2 separate regions of the Mus musculus genome follow, and region 2 is linked to region 1. Evidence: chromatin contacts called from public HiChIP or PLAC-seq data. All regions are on one chromosome and are shown on one strand. Each heading gives the region's core, a stretch centred on a gene start, on an enhancer-like site or on the middle of the called end of the contact. The rest is flanking DNA. Distances are from core to core; before and after follow the strand shown. Region 1 holds the start of Spns2 (spinster homolog 2). Region 2 holds the start of Pitpnm3 (PITPNM family member 3).

Region 1 (6,551 bases), core at 1,717-4,216:
AGTTGACATAAATTTAGCCAGCACAGTCATAGCAAAGGATCTGAGACGTCTCTCAATAAGGAAATATCTCTGTTTACCCTACCGTTTCCCAAATATAGTTATCCTTGGAGTAATAGCACCTAATGTTCTGACCTAACTTGTTTTGGAATTTGTTGTTAAGAAAAGGTCACACTGTGTGGGTCACACTGGCCTGGAACTTGCAATCCTCCAGCCTCAGTTTCTCTGGTTCTGGATTATAGGTATGTGCTAGCTCTTGTGTGGCAGTTACAGTGTGGAGCAGATGAATGAATATCAGAAGGTCCTGGAGCCACTGCTGAGTTCAGATTCTCATCCTGTCCAGAAGAAAAGAGTTCTGAAGAAGATGTGGGTAGAATGATGGCTAACCAGGAAGGTACTGACTTAGGAGGTAGCCATAAGAGAGCTTAGGAGCTTAGGAGGGCAGACTGCTTCTTTCTCCAGAGTCTCTCAGTATCCTTGCCACAGAGACAGAAATAATAGCACACAGGTCTGAAGGACATAGTGGCTCATACCTTTAATCCCAGCACTTGGGAGGAAGAAACAGGCAGACCTCTATGAGTTTCGAGGTCAGCCTGGTTTACACAGTGAGTTCCAGGACAGCCAGGACTCTACCTCAACCCCTCTCCAAAACAAACAATACCCAGAGGCCCATCCTATGGTCTTAGGATGCTGCCAGGAGTTCTCACAAAGCCCTCATCTGTGCGCAGCCACACAGCCAGAAAGAGCTTATTGTTTCTATCGCCCTGCCCATGGGTTGGGGCCCTTTATCTTACACAGGATCAACTCCAGAAACTGCCTTTAAGTTAGAAGTCTCATAATAGGAATGGATGGCTTGCTTGGTGGCCCCACATATGAAGGACTCAAAAGACTGCCCTCTTTTCCTACTCTAGAATTCAACCAGGGGTGGAGATGAAGGGCAGTGGATCAAAACCAAAACTGGCCTTGCAGGCCAGGGTTGTGAAAGGGTGAGAGTTCAGGGGTGGGAAATTGAGACGCAGCCTGGGTAGAGTGCAAAGCCATCGTGCAGAGCCTCCTTCACAGATACACAGCTGGGCAGCATCCACAGCAGACATGGTCCTCTCGCTTGGCACAGCCACACAGATCTGGCCCCATGGAGCTTCTGGGTCTGTGCTTGTCTGCTAATCACCTGTTATCCCTGGCCACGCATTGAAACCCCCCCCACCCCCGCCCCCCGACTGACTTTACAGGCCAGAATCCAGCCAGCTGGAAAGAGGCAGCAGGCAACTTTCAGAATGAAATCTGTTTTCCTAACCTTCCGTCACAGTCATTCATACTCAACACGCCGAAGCATATTTTTAGTCAGTTCACAGAATTTAAAAGACACCTTGAAGGCGCCAAGAAACACCAGCTTGGGGATTAACTCTGCTCACTAAGACAGTGGAGTGTGTGTGTGTGTTCGTGTGTGTGTGTGTGTGTGTGTGTGTGTGTGTGTGTGTGTGTGTGTGTATGTGTGTGTGTGTGTGCTTGAGTGCCTTATGCTTTGTCATCCGTTGGCTATGCCATGACTCACTGTGGTTGACACCTTCACAAGATGTTCCTGTTGTGGACGTGGGCTCTGGAGCAGCCTGCACTAGCAAGATGATTTCAGGGCCCTGGCTTCGTACCAACCAGACCATTGACTAGTTGTCTGTTTATGACGGGTCACCTTGGTGACCTGAAGTCTGTCTGTGAAACAGACAGAAACCACTGGATATCTGAGGGGCTGAATTAAGTCTCCCCTGACTCTCTCATTTGAACCAAGGGTTTGGCACATACTAGGGAGAACATGCTATACTGGGTTTTAACTTCTTTCTTTCCTTTTACATATTTATTTATTTAGAGACGTGTTGGCCTGGACTCGCTGGCCTGGAACCTCGGAGTTTCACCTGCCTCTGCCTCCCAAATGATGGACTTACAAGAGAAGACTGTTCTTTACACAGAAGCTACCTAGCCATTCTCCAGAACTGACAACCCCCCCCCCCCCAACGTGCTCAACTACCTGGACTATATTCCCCCAATAGAAACAAAGACCCAGAAAGATAGAGGTTTCGTCCAATGTTAAGCCACACGCAAGAGCAGATATAGGCTAGGATCCAGCTTTCCAACTTTCACTAAGGGTTTTGGGGAGATGGTACCCCCCTCAAAGGCTTTTTCTGCTCCATCCCCTCTCCTTCTCGTTTGTCTGAGATTGGATCTCTCCTGACTCAGCCTCCCAAACGCTGGGGTTACAGGTGTAGGACACCCTGCCTGGCATTGAGGAGGCCCTCCTGGTTCTTTTGGGCTCTAATCCGAGCCCTGGTTCTCACAAGCTCCACTCTATGGGGGGTAGAGATATGGTCAGAGTGAGCCCAGGTCATAGCATGGAGGTGCTTCTCTATAGAGGAGAGCAATGGACCTTCATGAGGTCTGTGTCCTGGGTCCACCAATCATGTTTCTTAGGCAGCGCTGCCTAAACAGACTGAATTAAGGTGAGTAACTGTTGGAGTCAGCTCTACAACAGGTTCCCCAGTTTTGACCATCTGAGACTTTTTTTTTTTAATGCGTAGCTTAAGCCATGGGCCTTCCTCGGCCTCAGCCAGGGGTCCTCTCCCATCGCAGGGGCAGGGTGGAAGTTGAGTAGGGTCTGGGGTACCCTTCTTCCCTCACCTAAATCCTAATCGGTGCTGCAGCTCCCCGCAATCGCTTCCTGATCCCCGAGGGTTCCGTGGCCGCAGCGCTACTGCGTGACTTGCGCCCCCGTCAGGCGGGTGGGGCTGTGCGGCCAGGCGCCCCCGCACCCCCCGGGGCAGCACGTGCGGGGCGGGGCTGTGGCTTGAGCCCGGAGGTGATTGGGCACACGAGCTTGGTGGGCGGGGCCGGCCGCAGCTGTCAGAGCCGCCGGGGCCGCGCGTCTCACTGACTGAACAGTAGCAGCGGCGCAGCCAGGGCTGGAGCCCGAGCGCAGAAGCGGACGGGCCGGGCCGGGATGGTGCAGCGGCGGCTCCGCGGCGCGCGCACGCACTGAGCGGGCCCGGGCTGGGCCTCGCGTCCCCCGAGCCCCCCGCGCCCCCCGCCGCCCCGGCCCGGGCCGGCATGATGTGCCTGGAATGCGCCTCGGCGGCGGCGGGCGGCGCGGAGGAGGAGGAGGCGGACGCCGAGCGGCGGCGCCGGCGCCGGGGGGCGCAGCCAGGGGCTGGAGGTAGCGCTTGCTGCGGGGCGCGGGGTGTTGGGGGCGCTGGAGTCGTGTCCGCCGACGAAGAGGTGCAGACGTTGTCCGGCAGCGTGAGGCGGGTCCCGTCCGGACTCCCCAGCATCCCCAGCACCCCTGGCTGCGCAGCAGCTGCCAAGGGCCCCAGCGCGCCGCAGCCCAAACCGGCCAGCTTAGGCCGAGGGCGGGGGGCAGCTGCTGCCATCCTGAGTTTAGGCAACGTGCTCAACTACCTGGACAGGTACACTGTGGCAGGTGAGCAAATGCCCCATCTAGCCCGAGGACCAGGGCCCTTCCATCCCAGATGCCCTAGGGAGCTTTTGGTTGCCAGCTCCCTAGATCCAAGCCCTCTGGAGAGTCCCTAAGGACCCTCTGTTCAAGCGATGCTTTGGCGTTCCATGGGTCCAATCCAAAGCACCCCACGCTCCCCGTGTTAGGGATTGGTGGAGTTTCCACCCCTGGAGCAGCTTGTGAGCCTTCGCCAAGCCCTTGACGGCTCATCCGTTGTCCTCCCAGAGTCTCCTCTGCGTCTCTCTTGCCTTATCGCCTGTGCGCCCCCTTCCTCCACAGCCGCAGGTTCCCCGGCCTCTCCTCCTTTTCCCTTAGTCCAGGCCGTCTGTGCTTGCACGGCCCGTCTGTTCCTTCTTTCCTCGGTCTCAGCCACCCCCCTGCATGCGTGCGGCCAGTGTGTGCGCCTCTTGCGGGTGTGCGCCAGGCAGCCGGAGTGTGCGCGCGCGTGGCAGCGCGGATATGTGTGTGTGAGCTTGTAAGCGCGTGGCTGACAAAGGCTCGGGCCTGCGGGGAGCCGAGGGAGGGGCGGGGCGGGTCCGTGCCGCCTGGGGACCCAGGATGCGGTTTGCAGCTGGCCCTGGCTTGAGGCCTGGAGACGCCTCCTTCTGCTCCATGGCGCTTGGAGCCTGGAGCAGGGCATAGGCCTGGGGGCGGGGGCTGGGGGGGTTGGTCTAAAGAGAGGCAGCCTCATGCTCCTTGAGCATCTCTGCGACTCAACCCCAGGTTTGAGACTGAAATGGATACAACTGGGTTTCTATCCTGAATGTGCTTAATGTGTGTGTGACCTTGGGCCAGTTTCAGCTTGTGTTTAGGTCTGTTTCCGTTTGTGAATTGATTGATCCCTGGGCCTCTTAGTGTGGATGTGACTCTGGGATTCTATTCTGCTGGCGTCTCTCCCTGTCTTCACAGGGGTCAAGACGTAGGGACCTGTCCTAGAGCTGGCCCTGCCTGAGGATAATGTAGCTTTGAAAAGAAACACTGGTTAGGCTGGTCTCCGGGGCTCCCGGTGGAGGAGTGCAGTTGTGTGTGTGTGTGGTGGGGGGGACCCAACATTCTATCCCACAACCTAATATGAAAGAGGGGAGAGGAAAGGGGAAGAGAGATGATTTGGATATTTTGTGCCTCACTAAAGAAAACTCAGGGATGATTGGGAAAAGAGAGCCCTGACATAAACCACACAACCACATGCCACCTGGGTACTTGGGTGTTCTTTTGGGGGCCTTAGTCTTTTCCTATCTTGGATAGTTTTGTGTCAAGTGGAAGGAAAGAACTCTGCCCCTCTCCCACCTTGCATGTACACCCACCCACCTGCTCTCTGTCCCTTCCTGGGGGTAAACATGAAGTAGGTGCCAGTGGCATCAATTTTTGGGTCAGGCTGTCCCAAGAGACTGTTCCCTTGCTCTAGTAAGCAAGAGCATGGTGTACCCTCAAGTGTGCCAACCTACCACGCATACGCATGTGATGTGCTGCCTAGGGCTCAGGGTGTTAGGTGCCCACCCTGTGAGGACAAGCCAGAGAACATTGGAGGCCCTCACTTTGCAAACCAGGCTCTTTCCAGCTGGGGGAAGTCAGGCCCTTGGTTAGCCCTATCCAAGATTGCCCAGTGAGGTGATCAGCAAAGCAGGTGTTAGACTTCCCCTTTACCCCCACCTCACTCCCAGCCTGGCCTGAGTCTCTTCTCTCTCTTTGGAAGTATTGTTGTGGCTTTTAGTTCTGTCCTGGTCGTTTTTTATTATGGCCTCAGGCCACTTCTTCTGAGGTTCCTAGAGGAACCCATGGCCAGGGGGGCAGAGAGGGGAAGGTAGGATCAAGGAGTGGGTTCTTATCTACCTTTGCCAATACTTGGGTCAGAGCGGGAGAATTAGATAGCAGATTTCTGGTAAACTGATTGGGGCAGGGGGCAATGCAGTTGGGGAGGGAGGCCTGGAAGGCTCTGGACGTACACTGCCTGAGCTGTGTATCTTTCAGTGTCCTGCCCAGGGTTGTAAGCTTGTGCACTACCCCCACTCCACCCCCACCCCACAGACATCATTTCCTCTCCGGATAAGCCTGCCTCCCTTTCTTTATGATGGCCTTCCCTCCCCCTGCCCCTGAGTTCAGTTTTTAGGAATATTTACAATCTCTATGGTGACTACCATGGCTTTCAGGGTCTTGTGCCAGGACCCGAGTCCACCTGTTGTCTGCTGGTCCTGCTGGGAAAGAGGCGGGCATGTAGACACTCTGCTGTGTGGGGCACTTTTGATGTTTGTGCCCACCTGACCCCTAAGAACCTCACAGTCTGGCCCCAGCAACCTCATCAAAGCATGGGGGAGTTTCTGCTTTGCTTTATATCCCTCCTGTACAGTTCTGTTTGCTCATAGCATAGCCAGTTCTGTCCAGAGGAGCACAATGCAAGCTACATACGAATGCCGGTTTTCAGACAGAAAGAGAGCAGGTGCAATTAATATATTTTATGTGTATGTGGGCACGTGTGAGCACGGGTTCCTGCCGGTGCACATATGTATGTATGTGGGTGGGTGGGTATGGAGTCGGGAAATCAGTCTCAGGTGTGGTTCCCCAGCAGCGCCCCACTCTGAGTCAGGGTCTCTCATTGGCCTGGAGCTTGCTGATTGGGTTAGAGTGACTGGCTAGTGAGTGCTCTGGAGACACCTGTCTCTTCTCCCCAGTGCTGATTACAAGTGCTCTTGTGAGCACAATAGCATGCTGTTGAGTTTTAAAACTATTTACTTTAGTTTGCCTGTGGGTGGGTGTAGAGGTCAGAGGACAACTAACAGGAATTGGGTTTCTCCTTCCACGGTGAGTTCTGGGAATTGGACTCAAGTCGTTAGTTTTGATAGCAAAACCCGTTATTCTCCAATCACCCTCCCCGACCAGACCCCATGGGTTCTAAGGTTAAAACTCAGGCCTTCATGTATCAAGCACTTTAGTAGACCAATACATTTTATTTAACCAGACATGTCCAACAAATTTGTTGTTATTCTGGGGTATTTTTACATTTCCTTTCATACCGTCTTCCACATCATTGGAGGATTTGGATTTACCGTCCCAGCCTGAG
Region 2 (7,077 bases), core at 2,923-5,422, 350 kb after region 1:
AAATCTGACAAGATTCAGCTCAACAGGTCTGTCTTCCTCCCCTTTCTCTTTCTTCCTTTTCCTTCCTTCCTTCCTTCCTTCCTTCCTTCCTTCCTTCCTTCCTTCCTTCCTTCCTTCCTTCCTTCCTCCTCCCTTCTTTCCAGCTTTCTTTAAATTCTTAGGATGGTAGCCACATTTGGCCAGTTCAACAGACTCAGCAGGTTGTTCCCAGCATCCTTTGAATACACAAGGTGTGCATGTCGCTTCTAGTGTCTGCAGCCCTCTCTGGTGGGAACAGTGTGAAGGAAGTCACTAATCAGAAAATACATTTGGCTTCTCTATGAGGTAGGGGTCTGTCTTGCCTGCAATCTTCACACACCGGGATCTCGGCATTGATGTTAAAAGAATCTTTCTACTTCTTCAAGAGCCTCTGCGTGCCACAGGCCTTCCTTATGGTATCTGCCTTGAGGGTAAGGCCATGGACACCCACATAACTAGGGAGATGGCTCTCACCATGGAAATTAGGACAGGCATGGTTCTATCCTTCTTGGGATGAAGGTGGACGCACACAGTCAATAAGTCCTAGCTGTCAGGAAGGAGAGGAAGGAAGGGCACAAGGATAGGATGCACTACACTTTGTCCCGGACTCCAGGCAGAACTAGGGCAGCCTAGAGTGAGAGATGAGGACAAGAACAGACTGGCTACTCCCAGAGATGTCCCAGGAATCCCTAAGAGCAACTTGGTGTGGCACTGTTCTGTGACTGAGGCAGTTCCTGTAGGCATGAATGGCGGTTGAGGGATCTGAAAGTCTGGGGAGTTAACTAGTAAAGAGAAGCCGACAAGGGCTAAAGCCAGCCAGAAGGCCCCTGAAGAAGGGATCTGCCAAGGGTAATGATGCATTAGTGGCAAGGAAGGGCACTGGGGGAAATGAGAAATGGGGCTGTGGAAACTTCCAAGTGGCAACACAAGCTGGGAGCTTGGGAGAGACATGGAGAAAGGGTACCAGGCCTCAGATGTGCTTGCCCAACTTTGCTCATCTCATCTTGGCTGTGGCTCAGAGTCCCAGCTGCAAAGGCCATTGTGAGTTGCCATGAACCTGCCACATGGCCCCCTGCTTGCTGGTCAGGTATACTTTTGCTAACAGGCATGATGGGGCCCCAAGGCCACCACCCAGTAGAGTCCGTTCCAGGGTGGCAGAGACACAGTGGCTCTATTGAGTGACTGTGTTGTTCTTGAGAGTTGCCATTGGAGAGTTGAGCAGACGCCGTAGCCAAGCCCAGATGGTGTGGTAAGGCCCAACTCTATCAGTCTTTACAACCAAGTCCAGAAAGAAAATGAGCTGGGCCCTGCCTGCCTGGCTTTCCTTGTGGTCACGCTGGCTCCCAGCTCTTGCTTATTATTCCAAAGACTTGAATACCATTTCTCCGGGACTGGTAGTCAAGCCTAGGGTCTGGCTAGTGAAGGGATCATCCCGACACCAGACCCCCTCTGCCTACCTACCTGGACCACATCTGCGCCTAAGCCTAGTCTGGCCCCTGTTCCTTCTCTCCAGTTATCCAGGTTTTAATATTTGCCTGGGCTGGCTGCAAAGTGGTTGGCCACTATCATGGCAGAAGCACTGTGAACCCAGAGAAGGAAGCCCAGAGACAGTCACAGTCTCATTAGGAGCTGGAGGCCTAGGAGACACCACAGGCTCCAACTCCTCCCTCCACCAGGCAGTGAGGTCAGCTGCTGCAAATTGCTAGTTATTCTTTTCTTCAATTAAGGACAATTCTTCTGATACAGGAAGTTAACTCCCACCAGCTAATCTAACAGCCTTGAGTCCCGATGTGTCTGCTCTGTCTGAAGGCAGGCCAGAGCTGCCTTGACAGTCACTCCAGGTCTGTGCAAAGAAGCTGCCTGAGAGGCCAGGCTGTGCAAGCCCTACTGGGCTCCATGCCCACCTCTCAGGGGAGCCTCACACTGGGAGGGGTTGCAGGGAAGGCATAGAGGGGGAGCCAGGTAGCTTGCTTATAGAATGTGAGATGCTTTGCAAGTACCTATCTGCTTGGCACCTCACCTGTATGGTCCACCCACCCCTTCCCAAGGCCAGTAGTCTAGGATTTGGGATGGACAAACTCAGAGAGGAAAGTCTTAGGGGCTCCTATCACTAGTAAGCAGATATGTTTTCCTGGGTCTGTGTCCATGTGAATATGCACACAGATATTCATATACACATCTACTCATGTACATACATGCACACACACATACACACACACACACACACACACATACACACACATATATACACACACACATACACACACACACAGCTATGCCAGGAAACAGGACTGCTGTCAACCTGTGGTCACTGTTCCTGCTGAGAGCCACAACCTGGGGAGGTACTTAGGCCTAACTGTGTCCCTTCTGTGACAGGTTCATTATGTCTTCTGTAGTCAGTGGTGTCCACTGTCACTACTTATGGACCCACAGACCAGGTGGCCAAATGGAGACATTATACAAACTGCTAAGCTTCTGAAATTCCCAGAGCCTCAGGGAAGTGTAAGAAGGAGGAGACCCAGAGGGACAGAGCTCAGGCCTGAAATGGAATTCTGTAGGACAGTGAATTGTCTTAGCCTGTTTCCTCTGCATAAAGTGGGGTGACACAGTACACCCCAGAGGGTACATCCAGACTTAACAAAAGTTCACACAGAAAGCCACACAGACTGCAGTTCCAATATGGGGGAGCACTCCAGAGTTAGAGGTAGAAAGGTGGTATCCGTGCCCTCCCTGCTAGTAGCCAGTGGCCTGAGATGGTGAACAGCTTTGGATCCAGGACTTTGGGGCTTCTGAACTTCCATGTCTACAAGATGTGTTGCTGTCCCACTCTGGAGTCCTTGGGACTAAAGGGTTTTTTGAGAGGTGAGACAGTCATAGCTAAAACTAAGATGGAGAATCTTTGTCAAAGCATGCTAGCTAGCTGTCGTGAGTGAAGGCACGTTGTTCGGTCTGCACAGAGGACCCTAGGAAAGCCTGGTTTGGTAGATGAGGCATCAGAAAGCAGGGAGAGGTCCATGAGTAGGCGATACAGACTTCCTTTCGCTGAGGTGAAGAACTTTGTTGCTGCTAGCTCTGTGCAAAAGTTTCGGGAAGACTCTTGCCTGAGGCTGAGCCTTTGATAGACTAAAGAGGGAGTGTAAGGCTGATTAACCTGGATAGGCTGAAGGAGTCAAAGCCCAGAAATGGGTGTGTCCCGTAGAGGCCCCTTGTGTGCTTTGTTTCTATGGGGCAGTGGATGGGGCACTTAAGTCCTGGCTGGCCTAGGGGTGGAACTGTCTAGTGCCCAGTGTGGGTGCTTGGCTGCAGACTGTGGGAGAAAAACAGGCTTCAGGGAAGGCCCAACAGTCCTCTAAGGAGCCTAGCCCTCACCCTAACCGTCAGCAGGGAGGAAGTGGCCTCGCCTGGAACTGAGCTAGGGAGCCGACTGCTCTCTCCAGGACCCTACCTTCTAGGCCCCATCTAAAACGACTGACCATCTCCTGTGGATCCCCTGACTGCAGTGGGCAGAAACCACAATTTAAATGTCTCAGGAGGCCCGCTAATTAGAATGTCAGCACTTCTGTGAGAAAGTGTTAGGGGGACACACTGCTTTCTGCCAGGCTCCCCACAAACTCTGCTTAGCGTTTACTGGCAGGTGGGGTTTGCAGGTTTAACGGATCCTTTAGTGCTAAAGGACAAAAGCTTTCCTCTCTTGAGACTAGAGCAGATGCAGGCATCCAGCATCCCTGGAGTTGGGAGCTGATGGAGAAGTCCCCTCTCATCTCTGCGAGACTTCGTTCTAGGTTTCTCAGTCTCCTGGGTCCTGGTCTTCCTTGCTCTCCCTGTCCTCACAGACTCTAGCCAGCTCCGATTTCCTTGAATTTCTCTCTCTCCCAAGGGTGTTTCTGCCCTAGGAGCGCCTCTTTCTGGTGCCTTGTCTCAGGGTCACTGCGCCCCAGGCTCGCAGTCCATGTCTTCATCCCTGCCTGGCCCGCAGCGTCTCCGAGCTGTAATCCGGAGTCTGTCTACGTCTGTCTTTCAGCGAGGGTCGGGGTCTCAGTGGCCGCAATCAGTGGGCTGCGCCTCCCGCGCGCTGCGGTGGCCGCGCGGCTCCGGGCGGGGGTGCGGGCCCGCGGGGGCGGTGTCGGGCGCCTTCCGTCGTCAGTCCCTCCCCGGCGGCGCGGAGGGGGGGCGGCGCGGTCGCCGCTCGGCTCCTTTAAGGGAGCGGGAGGGAGCGGCGAGGCGGCGGCGGTTGCGGTGGAGGCGGCCGAGCGAGCGGGGCGGGGGCGCGGGGCGCGGCGCCCGGAGAGTCCGCTCCGGCCGAAGGCGCCGGGGCCCGGCCGGGAGCGAGCAGCGCCGGCAGCACAGCGGAGCCCGCCGCCCGGGACATGGCCAAGGCGGGCAGCGCAGGTGAGCGCGGCGCGGGGCGCTCGGCGGGTGGCGGGAGGGATCGCTCGGCCCAGGTGAGCCCCCCAACCAGGTGGGCGGAGGCACAGTGACCGCGGCGACCCGCCCGGACCCCGGGGCGTGCATAAGGGGCTCCGCGCGCCCTGCGTCCTTCCCGCGCCCCCAGTCACCTCGTGGGACACCGCATCCCGCTTGCCCCGCTGCACTGGGTCAGGTCCACGGCTCCTCAGTCCAGTCGGCAGTTCGGAGCTGTCGCTGCCCTCCGGGAGACCGGGGGAGTAGACCCCGGCACCGGAACCCAAAGGGGATGTCCCGCGGTCGCTGATCCATCCCACGCCCCAACAAACCAGGACGCGCCCCCTTGTCCTGTCACTCTCTATCTTGGATGCGACAGTCCCCCGCCCCTGCCACCAGCTGGGTTAAGAGACCCAGATTACTGGTCCCGTCGCTGGAGGGGTACACTATGGCTGGGGAGCCTCCCCGCCTCCCACCTGACCCAGAGGCAGAGCCTCAGGTGCCGGGCTAGGCAGGCGGGGCCTCTGTTGGGGTCCCATGGGCTCGGCTCTCCTGCAAGCTCAGAGCTGTAGCCCAAGGATCCCAGGGAGTAGGTGTTAGTCGTCCCTTCATTCATCCAGTCAGGCGTTCATTCACCAGCATCTGCTCTGATGTCAGGCCCTGTGAGTTGGTTAGGACCTGGAGGGGACCAGGTTTAGCCCCGGACTCCCCACTCTGTGCCCTGGACCCCTACAGTGCCCTAAAAGGCCAAGTTGAGGAAAGCCAGTGTTCATAGGGCTGGCCACAAATGGATGAGGCTGGTCTCAACAGTCCTGAGCTTGGGAGCTCTGGCGTGTGAGAATCTGCCATGAACTCACTCCCAGCCTGTGACGTTGGCAGGTGCCATGCCATCCCCGTGGGGCCTGGTGTGAACCCCACTTCTCCACCCATAGGCATGGCAAAGATGGAATGAACATGACCACCTGCCCGCACTCTAGATGTGAGTGCCATTGAACTGCCTGCGACCCTGGGACAGGTCCCAATCCTTGGCATGGACTGGCCTTGTGACTCAGGTGTGGCAGAGGAATCCTGTGAGGGAGAGGCTGTTTGTGTGAGACAGCATAAGCAAATGCATCTAAACACCCCCTTTCCCACTTCCCTCCCCTCCCCTCCCGAGGGAGGCACAGTGAGATGACACCAGGAGGCTGGAAAAGGCTCTCTGCTCCCTTCTTTCTCCTGCCTTGGTCCCTCCCCACCCCTGCTCTTCATAAAGGAAGAGCATGCGTCTCTGCTACCCATTCTACATGTGCTCATGTGTGAGCACAGGTCTGGACGTCCGGATCCAGGTCTCTTGCCAGGGCACCACAGTAGCAAGAGTAGTTAGAGAAATCTCTTCTTGACCTGTGTACCAGGTAACATACTTAAGCCCTTTACTGCCCCATGATTCTGAGAAGTAGGAAGGTACTCCCCTTTTAAAGCCCTTGGAAGCAAATAGCTCCCTGAAGATGGCTGGGAGGGTCTAGGTGAGCCTGGATGCAAGACCAAGGTTTTTTTTGGTTTTGTTTTGTTTTGCTTTTGTTTTTTTGGATGCTAAGGAATCTTTCTACTCCCCTCCTCATTCTGGGAGAAGGGCAGCCCCAGGTCCTATGAATTGGATTGTGGGTCTTTTGGTCCCTAGCTGAGATCCATGGGGAGAGTGCCCTGCAGAAGGTGAAGAAATGGCCAGGCCTCCCAAGACTGCTGCCTGGGGCTGCTCTACAACTTTTCCATTTCACAGTCTCAGTCCTTTCCCTCAGAGCAAGCCAGACTTCCCTCCTCTGTGACCACCTGCCTGGTGCCTCTCTGTCTCTTACTCAGCTGCCACCCCAAGGAGCTCTGCAGATGACCTCTGGCAAGATCTGACCACGCTTCTCAACTCTCCTGGGCAACGTGGCAGCCTGCAAATATCCCTTCTTTTCTTTAGCTACCTTAAACCCAGTGACTTAAGGATGCAGAGTATGGAGGAATGCCTGGCCTCTCTCATCAAGCACATTTACCTTGAATTATATAGCTTATATATAATTCAAGGCCAAGTTCTTCTATTCATAGCTGAGGAAACTGAGGCCCAAGAGAGAAAGATGGCAATTCAGTACCATACACAGACTAAAAGGCAGAAGGATCAGCCCTCCACCCTGAGAGGTGAGAGGAGACTAAAGGGAGGTTGTAGGAAATCTTGCCTGCGAGTGAGGGGGTCTGCTTCCTGATTTGTGTGGGATTTCCTCTGAAAACCGGCCAGTGGTCCGGCTACTTAAGGAGGAGATGGGCTTTGGGTCCTGGCGCTGTTGTAACCGATGCCAGGCTGTATACTCTACAGTTCCACCATCACGTCGTGGTGGTGAATGGTGGTGCTGGAGCGGCACGATGAACATCCTGAGCAGCCAGCCAAGGCTACAGCAGCTGTGCCAGGAAGGCAGTTCAAGGACTTTCATGTAGCTCGGAGAATCCAGGCACAAGAGAAAATGTAATCAGATCCCAGACAGGATGAGATTCATTTGCAGAGAGTGGATCCAACTTGATTATTACCAGCCTTCAAGCTTTGGGGCAATCTCAGCCACACAGAAATCAAAAGAGTTGACTGTCCCAATACTTGGAAAGGAAGAACGCTCCTTGGTCTTGTTCTGTGGACAAGAGAAGACAGGA

What was found. HiChIP or PLAC-seq counts read pairs in DNA pulled down with a chosen protein or histone mark.
Region 2: a FOXA1 HiChIP or PLAC-seq map of pancreatic cancer cells shows a contact between it and region 1. The contact joins the promoter of Pitpnm3 here to the promoter of Spns2 in region 1. A contact is called at or near these places in 2 of 484 Hi-C or Micro-C datasets (both in embryonic stem cells), 1 of 115 datasets of contacts at active chromatin or transcription factors (pancreatic cancer cells) and 1 of 9 other capture datasets (embryonic stem cells).

The regions. Positions count from the first base shown.
Region 1 is chr11:72,486,335-72,492,885 of GRCm38.p6, reverse strand. Spns2 (spinster homolog 2) reads left to right here and starts at 2,966. Exons shown (of 13, transcript NM_153060.3): 1 at 2,966-3,460. The coding sequence starts at 3,091.
Region 2 is chr11:72,132,984-72,140,060 of GRCm38.p6, reverse strand. Pitpnm3 (PITPNM family member 3) reads left to right here and starts at 4,172. Exons shown (of 20, transcript NM_001024927.2): 1 at 4,172-4,407. The coding sequence starts at 4,386.